2 separate regions of the Mus musculus genome follow, and region 2 is linked to region 1. Evidence: chromatin contacts called from public HiChIP or PLAC-seq data. All regions are on one chromosome and are shown on one strand. Each heading gives the region's core, a stretch centred on a gene start, on an enhancer-like site or on the middle of the called end of the contact. The rest is flanking DNA. Distances are from core to core; before and after follow the strand shown. Region 1 has its middle 120 kb from the start of Gm24696. Region 2 has its middle 24 kb from the start of D030024E09Rik.

Region 1 (3,693 bases), core at 822-3,321:
CCAGTGTTGTAGTTCATTACCAGTAAAAATTTATCATGGTTGTTATTTTAATTTCCTTCCTAATGTTGGAATTCCTTTCAATACACCTTTGAATTGAAAGACAGTCATATGTATGCCTTCTTGGAGAGATTAAGTTTGTTGATTTCATTCACCACATTAATATATGTAGCCTGTATTACACAACTTTCTATACCGCTAATGGGATGGCATTTGGAAGGAGATACATTTTGATCTACATATCCGTACTGAGTAGGCTTAGATAAGATTAGAGGATATTGCAAAATAGTTAGATAGAGACTTAAACTCAGTGCCTTTTACAGTGCAAGTTCAAGCTCATCAAAGTTGAAAGTCCAAGGAAAGCTGGAGGCAGAATCTCAAATTGGGTGGAAAGTTTTCCTCTCCTGGCTTCAATCTGAGGGTCTGAAAGAGATGGCAAGACACTAACAAAAATGCCTGGGCTTACAAAGTTCAGTTTAGCAATCTCAACTGAGAGGACATTTGCTCTTTCCTAATCACTTTTAAAAAACAAACAAACAGGAATGCAACTAAATAAAAACTGACTTTGATCATACACCCACCTCCAAGCCAGTCACTACAAGATGTTTTGTAGTATTGACCAGGACTGTGTAGTGTGTTCATTCCAAGCTACACACAAATAAAACCAGTTTCTTCCAAACTACACAGACACACACACACACACACACACACACACATATATAGAAAGAGAGAGAGAGAGAGAGTGTGTGTGTGTGTGTGTGTGTGTGTGAGAGAGAGAGAGAGAGAGAGAGAGAGAGAGAGAGAGAGAGAGAGAAGAAAGAGTAGCTCTGCCAGATCCCAGTTCCCTCAAGAGATTAAATAAAATTAGAGGGATTTCAGAAGGGCAAAGTAGTGGATGATCCTTTTCAGTGAATAATAGATTCTCATATCATGCAGTACAGTTTTTTTTTTTTTGGAGCCCTACACATACCCCTGAGCTGTTATTATACCTGAGATGCAAGCCTAACCCCTAGCACTATAGTCCTTTCCTAAAATGTTGGGATGTGTTTGCCCATATGATGCAGGTGAGCAAGTCCTACCTAATTCTAGTGTAGGAACTAACTCTTCTCAGTTAGTAGATTTAAGCTGGATTCTATATGTTGATGAATACATATCTCAATTCCTTCACACACACCCCAAGTTTGATAACTCTGAGGTGTATACACCAAGAACTTTGGTTTTTAGCAGAGTTGGGCTCCAGTTACTTGAATCAATAATTTGGCTTAAAAATATACCCTGTATTGATTTCCTGCCATTCTCTGTGACCATTCTCCAGGTATCTATCTTATATACTAGAAAGGCTTAAAATTTTAATTTTAAGTCAGAAACAGACAGAAGGGATGGAAAAAGGAGGGAGGAGAAGAAAAGGAAGGAAGGCAGGAAGGCAGGAAGGCAGGAAGGCAGGAAGGCAGGAAGGCAGGCAGGCAGGCAGGCAGGCAGGCAGGAAGGAAGGAAGGAAGGAAGGAAGGAAGGAAGGAAGGAAGGAAGGAATAAGGAAGGGAAGGGAAATCGGCTGCACTATCTTTAGAAGCACTTAATTAAAAATGCAAGAACAATTTCGGAGGCGATCCAGGAATAAAATGACTATATTGAAGAATCCATGGGTAACCTGCAAGGTTTTTTGATTGCTACGTCAAATCATCATGTTTCATTTGGAAACAACCTACCCTGTGAATAAAGGGGAATTTTAAGCCCTTACTTGAGATTGTGAAATATATAGCGACAAAATAGAGTTCTCTATAGAACTACATTCAGTGGTATTTTTCTAGCCATAAAATGTGTGACTGTTCACCTTCACTTTTGAAGTAATACAATCATATAAAATGAAATTCTCTGGTTCTGTTCTTCCGCTGCTGGGGAAGGACTCAAGGTCACAAAAGCGTATTATCTCCTTGGACCTGAGTAAATGTCAACACTTACCATCCACCCAGGCAGAAAAGGAGCCTTCACAAGGGAGCCCAATAAAGCAAAGCAACACATGGCTGCCCTGAAGAAGTAGGTGAGAGGGTGCCGTCATCTGAAGTTCTTTGTGTCGGTTTGGACGCATGCCCAGTACACAGAAGTGTAAAGGAAGTGATTTCTCTCAAAATAAACACATCACTCAAGAAAGATAAAGAAAATAACTATTTCGTCCTTTGATGTGTGAACGAAAGCATGTCATGTGGAATTTATTCTCATGAAGTGTCTTTATGTCCCCTTAGGTTCTTTTCTTCCATCTCACACATAAAAAGAGTAAAAACAGACAAGATTTGTTAAGTGCTAATTATGTGCTCTGTTCATTTAAATAATTGCATTTACTTATCCCTAGAAATATAATCGGTCCCATGTTTGTTGTCAAAATATTACAGGTAAAAAAATCTCTAGTGTCCCACACAGTTAGCATGTCATCACAGCAGTACACTCAGATTTCATGAATCAAGTAATCCAAGCTAAAAGAGGGTAAATAGGCTAGCTGGCCCTCACATCACTCTGAGAGGCAGCTTCCCTGGCTCCAGTGGGGAGCAACAACTGGATAGCAAAGGCACCAAAACTCTATATTTAAAACAGTGGACTGCTATTTCTCAAATGCTCACAGAGCACTTCAGTAGTTTTGCTGAGCCCAGCTTAGCTCACGAATGTATATATAAGCAATCCTAGGTTGGCTAGACAGCACTGTCAATCTTATTTGTACTCACATGTTTTAGGGCCACGTGACAACTGGCTGACCTAAGATGTCCTTGGGTGAATGAACTGGGCTCAGCTTTACTTGATCTCATTCTTTTGATAGCCAGTCTAGGCTTGTTTTCATAGCAGTGATATGTTTCCAAGAAAGAAGAAAAAATTGTCACTTGAAGTCAAAGCCCCATTGTTCTGTGTATGACCATACATTGGCTAAAGAAAGTTACATGTCTACTTTGAACTTTAGAGGCAGGCAGGGTCCTGTGTCTTGATGAAGGGACTATATAAATTCATGTTTTTAAAAATGACACATGTACCCAGGAAGGATACAGAATGTCAATCAACCCACTGTTGATGTTTTTATTTCTATACATGCTTTTTTTTCCCCATCCTAACACATGTCTCTCAAAGATCTGTAAGTACTCTCTGCTTTGTTTTCCTGAGCCAATGGATTGGAGAGAGAATAGATGTACTGTCAATTCTAAGAGACATCCTTGAGCCCTCCAAATAGTGTTAGTCATCTTTCCATCACTATGACAACACCCTTTTCCTAGAAATACCATCCAAGGAGAAGATGCTTTTTGTGGCTTACAGTTTGAGAGGTGTGGGGCCATAGTCAGCATGCTCTGGTACTTTAGGCCTCTGGTTGGCAATACATCATGGCAGGAAGCATGCAGATTTTCTCCCATCATAATAGAGAAGAGAGAGGAAGAGGAGTGGGGGGGGGGAATAGGAAGAGAGATGGAGGTGCTGACATTCTTTCCAAGGGCACACCCTCATAAATTACTTACTTAAATATGTTACTTATATAAAATACTTCCATTATTCCTACCATCTCCTGACCGTTCACCATGTCTCAAAAGGCTGGGAAACAAGCTTTCAAGAATGAAGGACATGTGTGGTCCAAACAATAAATTAACTCCATCCCAAAGGCAACTTTTCCAGGTTCCCTAGAGATCAGCATCCAGATACCACATAGGTCCCAGGATAGGAGCTTAC
Region 2 (3,693 bases), core at 406-2,905, 320 kb after region 1:
GGTGGAACAACAATATGAACTAATCAGTAACCCCAGAGCTCGTGTCTCTAGCTGCACACAGAAGATGGCCTAGTCGGTCATTATTGGGAAGAGAGGCCCCTTGGTCTAGCAAATTTTATATGCCCCAGTACAGGGGAACGCCAGGGCCAAGTGGAAGTGAATGAGTAGGGGAACAGGGTGAGGGGAGGGTATAGGGGACTTTTGGGATAGCATTTGAAATGTAAATGAAGAAAATATCTAATAAAAAATGTAGGGGGGAAAAAAAGACTACCACAAATGTGGGCAAGTATCAAATGGATATAGGTAGAAAGTGGCATCTAAGGGGCTGGAGATATAGCTCTGTAGTCCAGGGCTTGCCTGAGAAGCACAAGATCTTACGTTCCATCCTTTATCCAACACACACACACACAAAAAAGAATATGCACAGGTAACATTTTGCACACAATGAACCTTAGCCCCGTTTAACAGATGTTTACGCTGAGCCTATTCGAGCCTGGGCTTTGCACCTCATAAAATGAACCAGTGTCTTTCCACTCTCTTCTTCAATGTAACTGCATCCCAGTAGAAACTGCAGAGGAACAGATCTAAGAGGACTGGCTTTAGCTTGGGCAGCTTGGTTTATATTCTGTCTCCTGAGAAGCACGATCTTAGAGAAGATATTTCACGCCTCTTGGTCTCTGTTTCTGATCCAGGAGATGAAGAATATGGCAACTTTCTCATAAACAAGTAACAGTAACCCCAGAGTTCCCTGGAACTAAACCACCAATCAAAGAAAACACACGGAGAGACTCATGGCTCTAACTGCATACGTAGCTGAGAATGGCTTAGTTGATCATCAGTGGGAGGAGAGGCCCTTGGTCCTGTGAAGGTTCTATGCCCCAATATAGGGGAATGCCTATGCCAGGAAGCAGGAGTGGGTGGGTTGGTGAGCAGGGGGAGGAGGGAGGGAATAGGGGGTTTTCGGAGGGGCAACTAGGAAAGGGGATAACATTCGAAATGTAAATAAAGAAAATATCTAATTAAAAAATGATTTTTAAAAAAATTTAAGGCACAGAATCTAGCATAGTGTGAGGGTAAATCCATGTAGCTTAGAAAATTAAAATAAAAAAAAACCTATTCTTCAGCTACAAGAGAATTGAAGGTCAAATCTCAAAAGATGAGCATTATTGCAGATTCTCAAGTGGCTAGGCATGTCTATCTCTGGCTTCAGGCCACTCAAGGACACATAGTGAGACCCTGTCTCAAAATACAACAATAAATTTCCAGAAAACACCTAAGTTTGGGTAATGATGGGCTGAGAATCAAATTCTGACACTTAGTAAACTGTTTGTCCTTGACTACCGCCCTTCAAGTCTCGGGAGCTCGGTTTCTTGCATTTGGGGTGAATTGGTAATAATACTTTTCTCACAGTACCAACACACACAAGAAAGCAGTATTAGCATCTGGCAGAGTGTCTGCCCTAGCAGATCAAAGTCCCTTCTCTCCTTCCTGGAATGTATGAAACATTTAAATCTAGTTCCAGATGCCAAAATTATGACTCTTCAGCCCTAGAAAAGGATTGATTGTTCCATTTAGACTCTTTACTGTATGTTCACTAGATTAGAGGCCATTCCAGAACTCCACTCCCAGGTGATTAAATAAGGCAGGAAAACTGTGGGTCTGATTTGGCTGTGGCTTCAGGCCAGTTGGTGGTAATTTGACTAGGTGAGTCCAGGCTGCAGCACATAGTGATCTGGCCATGTTACAATCTGCAAACGCTTGGAGTTCCAGGCATTCTGAGCAGTGAGTGAGCTGACTGGTAGAAAAATCCCCTGTTGTTGAGCCAAAGCAAAGAGCCAGGGAGCCTAGTGCCTTGAAGACTTAGTAGCATCTTGGCTACTAAGTCTTCATGAAAAACTGGGGTCTGTTCTTCTCTCTTTATGAAACAAGAGGCAAAAGTCTTCTGTGTCACTAAAAGCCAGAAGCCAGCAATCTGGGAAGGAAAGAACTCGGATGTTGCAAATGGTCTCAGTGTTCTCTGCCCTCAAGAATGTTCTATGGACTCCTTTACCTAAATTCGCATGTGGATTCTTAATACTCACAAATTCTACTCTCTTACTCATTCTTTTATTAGTTAATATTTTTGTATGTGATGCTGGGATGTGAACCTTTAGCCTCATAAGTGCTGGGTTGATGCTCATTAGCACTATAGACCAAATTTCTTTTTTTGTTTTCTTCTTGAGACATGATATCACTAAGTTGCTCATGCTGGCTGGCAACCTTCCTGTTGATGAGTAGCTGGGGCTTCAGGCATGCCCACCAAGCTCCATTTCTACCTTCCTTTCCAACGACAGCTTGCAAAATTTCTATCAGAGTCCTCCCCTTGGAGACTATAAAGTCAGCATCTCTTACCCACTTCTTATACATCTCCTTTTCCTCCCAGTAGAATGTCTACCATATTCATCTGGTTGTTTATTCTGTTATTTATAGAATACCTGGTCTTTGCCAGTCAAGGCATTTTACCCTTTATGCCTTGTGGACTCTTGTAGCCTTGCACATGGAAGACAATCCAGCAAGTGACTACTGAAGTGAATTAAACTTGTCCAGCATCCATCTAATAAACTGGTGTGTAGATAATACATTAACAGAGTCCCTATGGCCAGCATAGCACCAGTAGCATAACCCTAAGTAGAAGCTCATATTGCCTTAAACCTTTACCATTAATGCAATAGCTGTACCTACATAGATGACTGAATCTCAAGTATGAACCCAGGGCATCTTAGTTGACTTACTTGTGTTCAAACCACTCTTTTGAGAATCAGCAAGAAGGTTCAGCAAGTCAAGGCCCTTGTTCCCAAGCCTGATTGGGAACTGTGATTCCCAGTATCCACATTGTAGAATGAGGCAACTGACTATTATGAGTTGTTCATTAGCACCATGGCTCACACAAGCATGTGCACATGTATACATATATACATTCATTCATACATACATACATGTAATTTTTTAAAAAGCTAAATCAGTCTGTTTGTTCAATTTTCCATCCAGAAAATATGGCCTCACCGTCCCTTACAAGATAGCTAAGTGTTTTGCCATAACCAGTAAGAACCTTCATGACCTTTGTCTCAAACTGCTATGAACTGTGCCCATGCTTTCAGTTCTAGGTCAACCAAGCTAGTTCCACCACCTACACTGTTATCTTTTCTGACCTTTCTGGTCACAGACTTCACCACAAAAGTTGTCTCCTCAGGAATGCATAGTCTAACTCTCCAACAGAGTGCAATTGATCTGTTACTCAGACACACATGTGCTTGTACATGCAAACATACATAAACACAAACACAGGCATGCATACATACTTGCACACAGTTGTCATGTCTGTCTTGTTCCTTGCCTTTGTGATGTTTATGTCAGTCCTACCTCATTACAATTCTCTTTATATCTCTTTGTTCATTTGCTTATTGTTTTTTTACAATGTGGTACCTATTTGTCTATCATATACCAGTTGCTTAGTAAGTATTAGTTAAGAAAATGAATGAATTATAAAAGGCATTTATTAAACTGGTATTGTCACCCCCTCACATGCATACTTCTAATGGTGGAAGGAGGCATCTCATTGCCACTCAAAGCCACCCCATTATTTCCCCGGCCAGTTGAGACTGTTGAAATGTTTTTGCCCAGACACCAAGCTGCACCTGCCTCCCTCTCATTTCT

What was found. HiChIP or PLAC-seq counts read pairs in DNA pulled down with a chosen protein or histone mark.
Region 2: a contact with region 1 is called in an HNF4G HiChIP or PLAC-seq map of pancreatic cancer cells. The contact joins two enhancer-like sites. A contact is called at or near these places in 1 of 15 datasets of contacts at CTCF or cohesin (the NIH/3T3 cell line), 1 of 484 Hi-C or Micro-C datasets (nephron progenitors) and 1 of 115 datasets of contacts at active chromatin or transcription factors (pancreatic cancer cells).

Annotation. Positions count from the first base shown.
Region 1 is chr15:61,480,005-61,483,697 of GRCm38.p6, forward strand. No RefSeq gene overlaps it. Among named protein-coding and RNA genes, the nearest start is that of Gm24696, 120 kb to the left of the region's middle. Within about 2 kb of position 2,072, at least 24 of the 459 cell types and tissues checked have an H3K27ac peak or open chromatin away from gene starts, as enhancers often do. A contact at or near this core is called in pancreatic cancer cells, where this site is marked.
Region 2 is chr15:61,796,371-61,800,063 of GRCm38.p6, forward strand. No RefSeq gene overlaps it. Among named protein-coding and RNA genes, the nearest start is that of D030024E09Rik, 24 kb to the left of the region's middle. Within about 2 kb of position 1,656, at least 10 of the 459 cell types and tissues checked have an H3K27ac peak or open chromatin away from gene starts, as enhancers often do. A contact at or near this core is called in pancreatic cancer cells, where this site is marked.